2 separate regions of the Zea mays genome follow, and region 1 is linked to region 2. A link is a contact called in public Hi-C data. All regions are on one chromosome and are shown on one strand. Each heading gives the region's core, a stretch centred on a gene start, on an enhancer-like site or on the middle of the called end of the contact. The rest is flanking DNA. Distances are from core to core; before and after follow the strand shown. Region 1 overlaps LOC100282607 (polygalacturonase). Region 2 holds the start of LOC100284110 (fiber protein Fb2).

Region 1 (2,870 bases), core at 317-2,816, 270 kb after region 2:
AACGGCTAAATCCTTGCTAGGTTCTGCATCTCATACATATATCCACCACAAATAAAAACATATCTGTCGGATCACCATATCCACTAGTGGGTACAAATTTTCTCTCGTACACTCATATAAGTCAAAGTCACCCGTCGGATCACTCGTAACAACAAAGATTAAACTTGTACCAAAATAACGCCTTACACAAAAACGGTAGGTTTTGAACCAATCATCCATGGGTTTGATATAGTGATACATGATGTTTTATACTCATGGGATAATGAGTATGGGTGAATGCGGGAACGTTCCAATATCTACATACCCATTGAGTGAAGGATTTTGTCTAACAAAGACCTATGATAGGATATTTAGTCTATACACATCGTCTAATGGAGTAAATATCCATCGTCGTATTGCTATCTCTAGGTGGAAGATACTCTAACGGAGTTCTTAAATAGAGATAGAAGAAACAACTTGTTAGACTGTGCTCAGCGGATCGTGCATATAGCCGTATAAAACATTGGTTTGCATTATAGACTATTGTGTTTATAAAGTGAGGTCTAAAATAGGAGATATCCTTACTACTACTAGCAGTTATGTTCTTATCTCATCAGCTGTAAAAACTGAAGATCCACAGGAACAGTAATCCTCAGTTGGCACATGTCAGGGGGACTGATTGAGCCTGTCACGCCCAGCTGCCCCTGTCCACAGCATCCCGTCCGCTCCCTGCTTTGACTGCATTCAACAAAGCCTGCTGCACTCTGCAGCACAGCCATCTGAGCAGCCTGGATGGATGGATCTTGCGCTAGCTGATACAACGACATGTTGCAGCACATGACATGGTCAGCTCTGTTCAGTTTTGTTTTTTTTTGTTTTTTTAATCAGAGGCTGAGCATCTGCTGCTCGGTATGACGGTATCCAATGGTGTTCAGTTTTCGCGTAACATTCTGCTTCCTGCTCACCAACAGCAGCTTCGGTACCAGCAGCCCGTGTTCCAAGACAAGGTTCACTGAGCCTTTCATGGCATTTTGGGGTCATGCAGCACCTGCTGCTTCAGTCTTTCACATGCTACCCTACTGAAGTTTAGTCCATGTATCCAATGTTTGAATATCTATTAAATATAATCTCGATTAAGTTTAATGAATTTATCTCATCTTTTAGTCTCTATCTCTACAATTAGTTTTGTAATTAAACTATATTTAATATATGTAATTATCATTTAGACATTCGATGTTGTATTGACTAAACTTTGTTGAGTGGAACCGAACAACACGTAATAGATATACAACAAGCGCCAGCAGCATGACCAGCTAGCTAATCATCGGTGCCAGCTCCCGTGATGGTTCTGTTCACCGTCCACTGCAACTGCAAGTGACCGCAAAGCAGATGCGAATGCTGGCTGGAGCCTGGAGCTTGCGCAAATGGCGACCGCCCAAGACGGCGCCAGCTCAGCGGCCCGCCCGCCGCACTGCATGGCGACAAAGCGAAGCCAATGAAACCGCCCCCACCCCCAGGCCCCCAGTAGGCCATGGCCATGCTCGGTCATCTAACAAACTCTATGGACGGACGCCAATTTGTTTGGCAGCAACGGGAGCGAGGGCCTGGCCCCTGGCCTGGCTACATTCCGCAGGCGCCTGCCAGCCTGGGGAACCCAGGACCACGAGAACATGTGAGGTGTTGGTGTACTGGTTGTTTGTTAGATTGGATGGATCATGGATGGATGTACCCACAAGGATGACAGGATGTATACAGAGCCACTGGATCATGAATTCATCATGTGTTTTATTCACCAAATCGACAATCGTATGAAGCAACTCTCTGGACTCGACTCAACCCTCTACTACCACAAAAATTCCTTCTTACAGATTGAATGAAGAAATCATAACTGTACAAGCAAATTAACAGCTCGATGTCGACCGTCCGCCGCCAGGCTTGCCTCCCGCAAGAAAGGCGATGCAGCTGAGCCCTCGAAGCCGACGGCCGGAGAAAAACGGTGAACGATTCTTTTCTTCAACGACAGGGGCGCGCCTATAGCTTCAAAGAATTGTCGGGGGAGGAAAAGGCGGCTTGAGAGATCCTCTGAAGTGTACAGGGGACCGGGAACAGGAAAAAGGATGGACACTTTGTACTCTCTGTGCATTTACGCTGCTGCAATGGCGGCGGCGTGGAAGCTAGGGAGGGTGGAGCAGACGGAAGCGTCTGAGGATTGGGTCTGCAGATCCAGGCAAGGCTCGGGGAAGACCAGCTCGGAGTATCCGGAGACGTTGGAGCAAGACCAGTGGGAGGTGGGACTGGCCGAATCGGCCAGTGAGAAGTTGATGTTGGAGAGGCAGATGTCGGTGAACGGGTCGCCGGCGATTCCTGACAAAACGCCAGCGACCGAGATTCTTGTTCCAGTCATGTTCTTCAGGGTGATGTGGCTGACCACCGGGAGCGCGGCCGGGTCGAACTGGTCATCTGGGTGGCTTGGCCAGTCACCGGTGAATGCGATGGCGACGTCGACGTCTTCCATCTGGACGTCTGAGATCACGGTGTCTCTGATATAGCCTCCGCGTCCCGGCGCGGTCTTGAAGAAGACGCCTCTGGACGAAGAGTGGATGAGGAGGCGGTCCGCATGGATGTCCGAGATCCCGCCCGACATCTCGCTCCCGAACGCGAGAGCGGCGCCCAGTGAGGACTGCAGATCCAGTCTGCTTATGTGGATGTCTGAGGTTGGCCTCCCGAAAGCAATGCCTTGCTTGTCCCACCCGCTTTTTAGTGATATGGCGTCGTGGCTAACACTGATACTGCTGTCCTCGATGCACATATTTGAGCATGAATCTACAGAAAAAAAAACACATACGCAGAGAGGAATGGATCAGGTTTTGGCCATGGTTCTGCGGCGAATC
Region 2 (2,869 bases), core at 352-2,851:
ATAAATTTCCAAACAAAATAAATCACCTTGGATGTAATGTTAGCCCAACCACACAAACACTAAATCATGGAAGCAAGCAATGTCTAATATATACATCCAAGGGCGTTGTTAAAAACTATATTCTAACAACATTTTCAGGGTACAGTAAAACTATGGGAGAAAATCTTCCATAAACAGGTGAAGCAAACTAGCATCGTGCGCTGAAGCAGAACCACCTAAGGTTCCTAACAAAAATCCCTTCTTTGCAACTGAAACCAACTTAGGAAACACATCATGCATATGAGCACGAAAACCTTAGACACCTAAAAAAGATCCAATCTTTGAATCTGGTATATTGTCTTAGCAGCAAAATAAGAAGCACAAACACTCTTCTATATACACAGAAGCACCTTGAAAACCAAAAGCACATCTATGCAACAGAATCCATGACCTATGACTAAAATTAGGCTCAAATGGAGACAAGAGAACTAGAAAAACACAACATTTGCAGCTAAAATCTCAATCTTAACAACTAAAAGGAGCCTCCAAACAATGTTTGGTACATAAGCATAAGCACCTTGTTCACTGGAAATAAAAGCAGCATAGCAAGCTTAGTACAAAAGCAAGCGTAACTTGCACAGCCCAGAATTCCATCCCACCATCTACTAAAATTTTAGACCTAGAACTAAAATGAGCTGATACATACAATGTTGTACACTTGTACTAGCAGAGGCGTCTTACACAGCTCAAAATCCCTATCTTTACAACTACCAATCCAACATAGATAAAAGCAGCTCACTCACACGCTATATGCAAAGAGCAGGACCCTCGACGTCCGAAAGATGACAACTATACGTGTAAGATCTAATATTGACAGCTAAATCAGGTCAAAAACGCAGGCATACTCCATATACTAATACAGAAATAAAAATCCAACATGTTCTGCGGCACTTCGTGGGATGAATAACCTAACGTCTACAGCTAGAAGAGCTCATAGTAGAAAAGACTAGAAATTTGCATCTTCCCATAAAAGAATGAGATGAAATTACCCCGGCATTGACCTCAGCACGGTGCTCGTCGTCCATATGGCACCACAGCCCCACCGCGTCCAGCTCCTCGCTGCAGAACGGGCAGAGCAGCTCGTCTCCAGCCCCGGCACCCGCCGCTCGCTCTTCTTCCTCCTCATCCTCTTCCTCGTCACTAGGCTCCACCTCGTCGAGCCCGATCAGCGCATCTGCGGCAGCACAAAACCCAGTCAAAACCTCCACCAGAAATCCTCGAAACTCCGCACATGACCCGCAAAATACTTGGAAAGGGGGAATCGGGTATCTGACTCACCGAAACGCGTGCCACGGTAGTGACTGGTTTCGGCGGTGAGGCGCTCGTACACTTCCATATCCATGGCGGTGGCGGCGCTGGTGCCGGAGCAGGGGGTCGGGCTCTTGGCCGAGCTGAGGGAGGCCCGCCCAAGCTTGCGTGGGCGAGCGGGGGGCGGCGGCGGCGGTAATCGTAGGGTTGAGCCGCTTAGGTTAGGGTTTTGCGGCGGATGCGGAAGAGAGATTTGTAGAGAAGAGAAGAGAGAGGGGGAAGACACCGACAAAGGGGAGGGACGAGAGAAGCGTGGGTGGCTGGGAGGCTAGAACTAACCACAGTGTGTTCGATGCAAAAAAATAAAATGCATGCCGTCAACACCGGTTCTCAAAGTCCTGCCGCACAACGCTAGGCATCGAGGACGTGCATGAGCCTGTGGGCCAAACCTGTCAGAGAACCATCGATGTGGTGTGATAATGAACTAACAGTTGTCTTTTGTAATACAGTACTGAGATGTTTTTAAAATGAGTCGCATCATAAATATAATCAAGAAATAATATATATGTAAAATATGGAGAGTCGCGTAGATATGTGTTTTTAATCAATCACTTCATAAATATAGTTAACACACAATATATATAGAGAGTCGTGTAGAATGGACTAGCTCTTGTATTTTTTTTTCCATTTAATCCCTCAGAGACTAAGGATGTTCCTAAAACGTCCAACCTATATGACAACTCTAATATTTTAACATAGATAAACATAGAATTTGAAGCTAATTTTTATTTATGTTATTAAGAATATTGTGAAGTATAAAAATAAAATTTTGTGTAGTTTTTTGTGTGCATTATTTTCTCCCTACAAAAAAATGTGAAAAAAATGAATTTGTATTTGTATACGAATCTTATATCAATTATTTTTATAAAATATAGAACAAATTTGAGGTTTACTTTTTATGAATATTATACAGGCCTCGGGCATCCCAACTGGTCACCTCATTCAGTCGGATACCCCATTCTTCGGCATCGTACCGACTGAAGGGGTATCCCCTAGGGCACCTCTTCATGTCGGTTTCAGTCGCCATGGTTTCAATCAGGCGAATCTCAGTCGGCCCCGTTTGTTACAGTAAACCAGAATCTTCTAAAGGCATATTATGAGGACCTTTGAGTTGATTGATGTTCAAATCAATTCAAACCTCGAGGGCTACACCCAATGGGTACAAAGATAAGACAAAGCTAAACTCAAAGGCAGATTGTGGAGACCTTTGAGTTGATTGATGCTCAAATCAATTCAGAGCTCAAGGACTACACCCATTGGGTGCATACAAAGATGAGACAAAGTTAAACTCAAAAGCATATTGTGAAGACCTTTGAGTTGATTGATGCTCAAATTAATTCAAACCTCGGGGGCTACATCCATTGGGTGCACCTACGGTGCACCTAATGGACACAAAGACGAGACAAAGCTAAACTCAAAACACAAATTGTGAAGACCTTTGAGTTGATTGATGCTCAAATCAATTCAAAGCTCGGGAGCTAGGCCAATACAGAGATGGAGCAAAGCTGCCTTCAAAAGCTTA

The links. Hi-C and Micro-C count contacts between places; a contact is called where the count stands out from the background.
Region 1: a Hi-C map of ear shows a contact between it and region 2, with 2.4 times the contacts expected there. The contact joins the enhancer-like site here to the promoter of LOC100284110 in region 2. A contact is called at or near these places in 2 of 25 Hi-C or Micro-C datasets (ear and tassel).

Annotation. Positions count from the first base shown.
Region 1 is chr10:22,697,680-22,700,549 of Zm-B73-REFERENCE-NAM-5.0, forward strand. LOC100282607 (polygalacturonase) reads right to left here. Exons shown (of 6, transcript NM_001155515.1): 6 at 1,741-2,802. The coding sequence ends at 2,123. Among protein-coding and RNA genes, the nearest start is that of LOC100282607, 3.8 kb to the right of the region's middle. Within about 2 kb of position 1,567, at least 12 of the 20 cell types and tissues checked have an H3K27ac peak or open chromatin away from gene starts, as enhancers often do. A contact at or near this core is called in ear, where this site is marked.
Region 2 is chr10:22,424,686-22,427,554 of Zm-B73-REFERENCE-NAM-5.0, forward strand. It overlaps LOC100284110 (fiber protein Fb2), which reads right to left and starts at 1,602. Exons shown (of 5, transcript NM_001157007.2): 1 at 1,318-1,602; 2 at 1,029-1,213. The coding sequence starts at 1,381.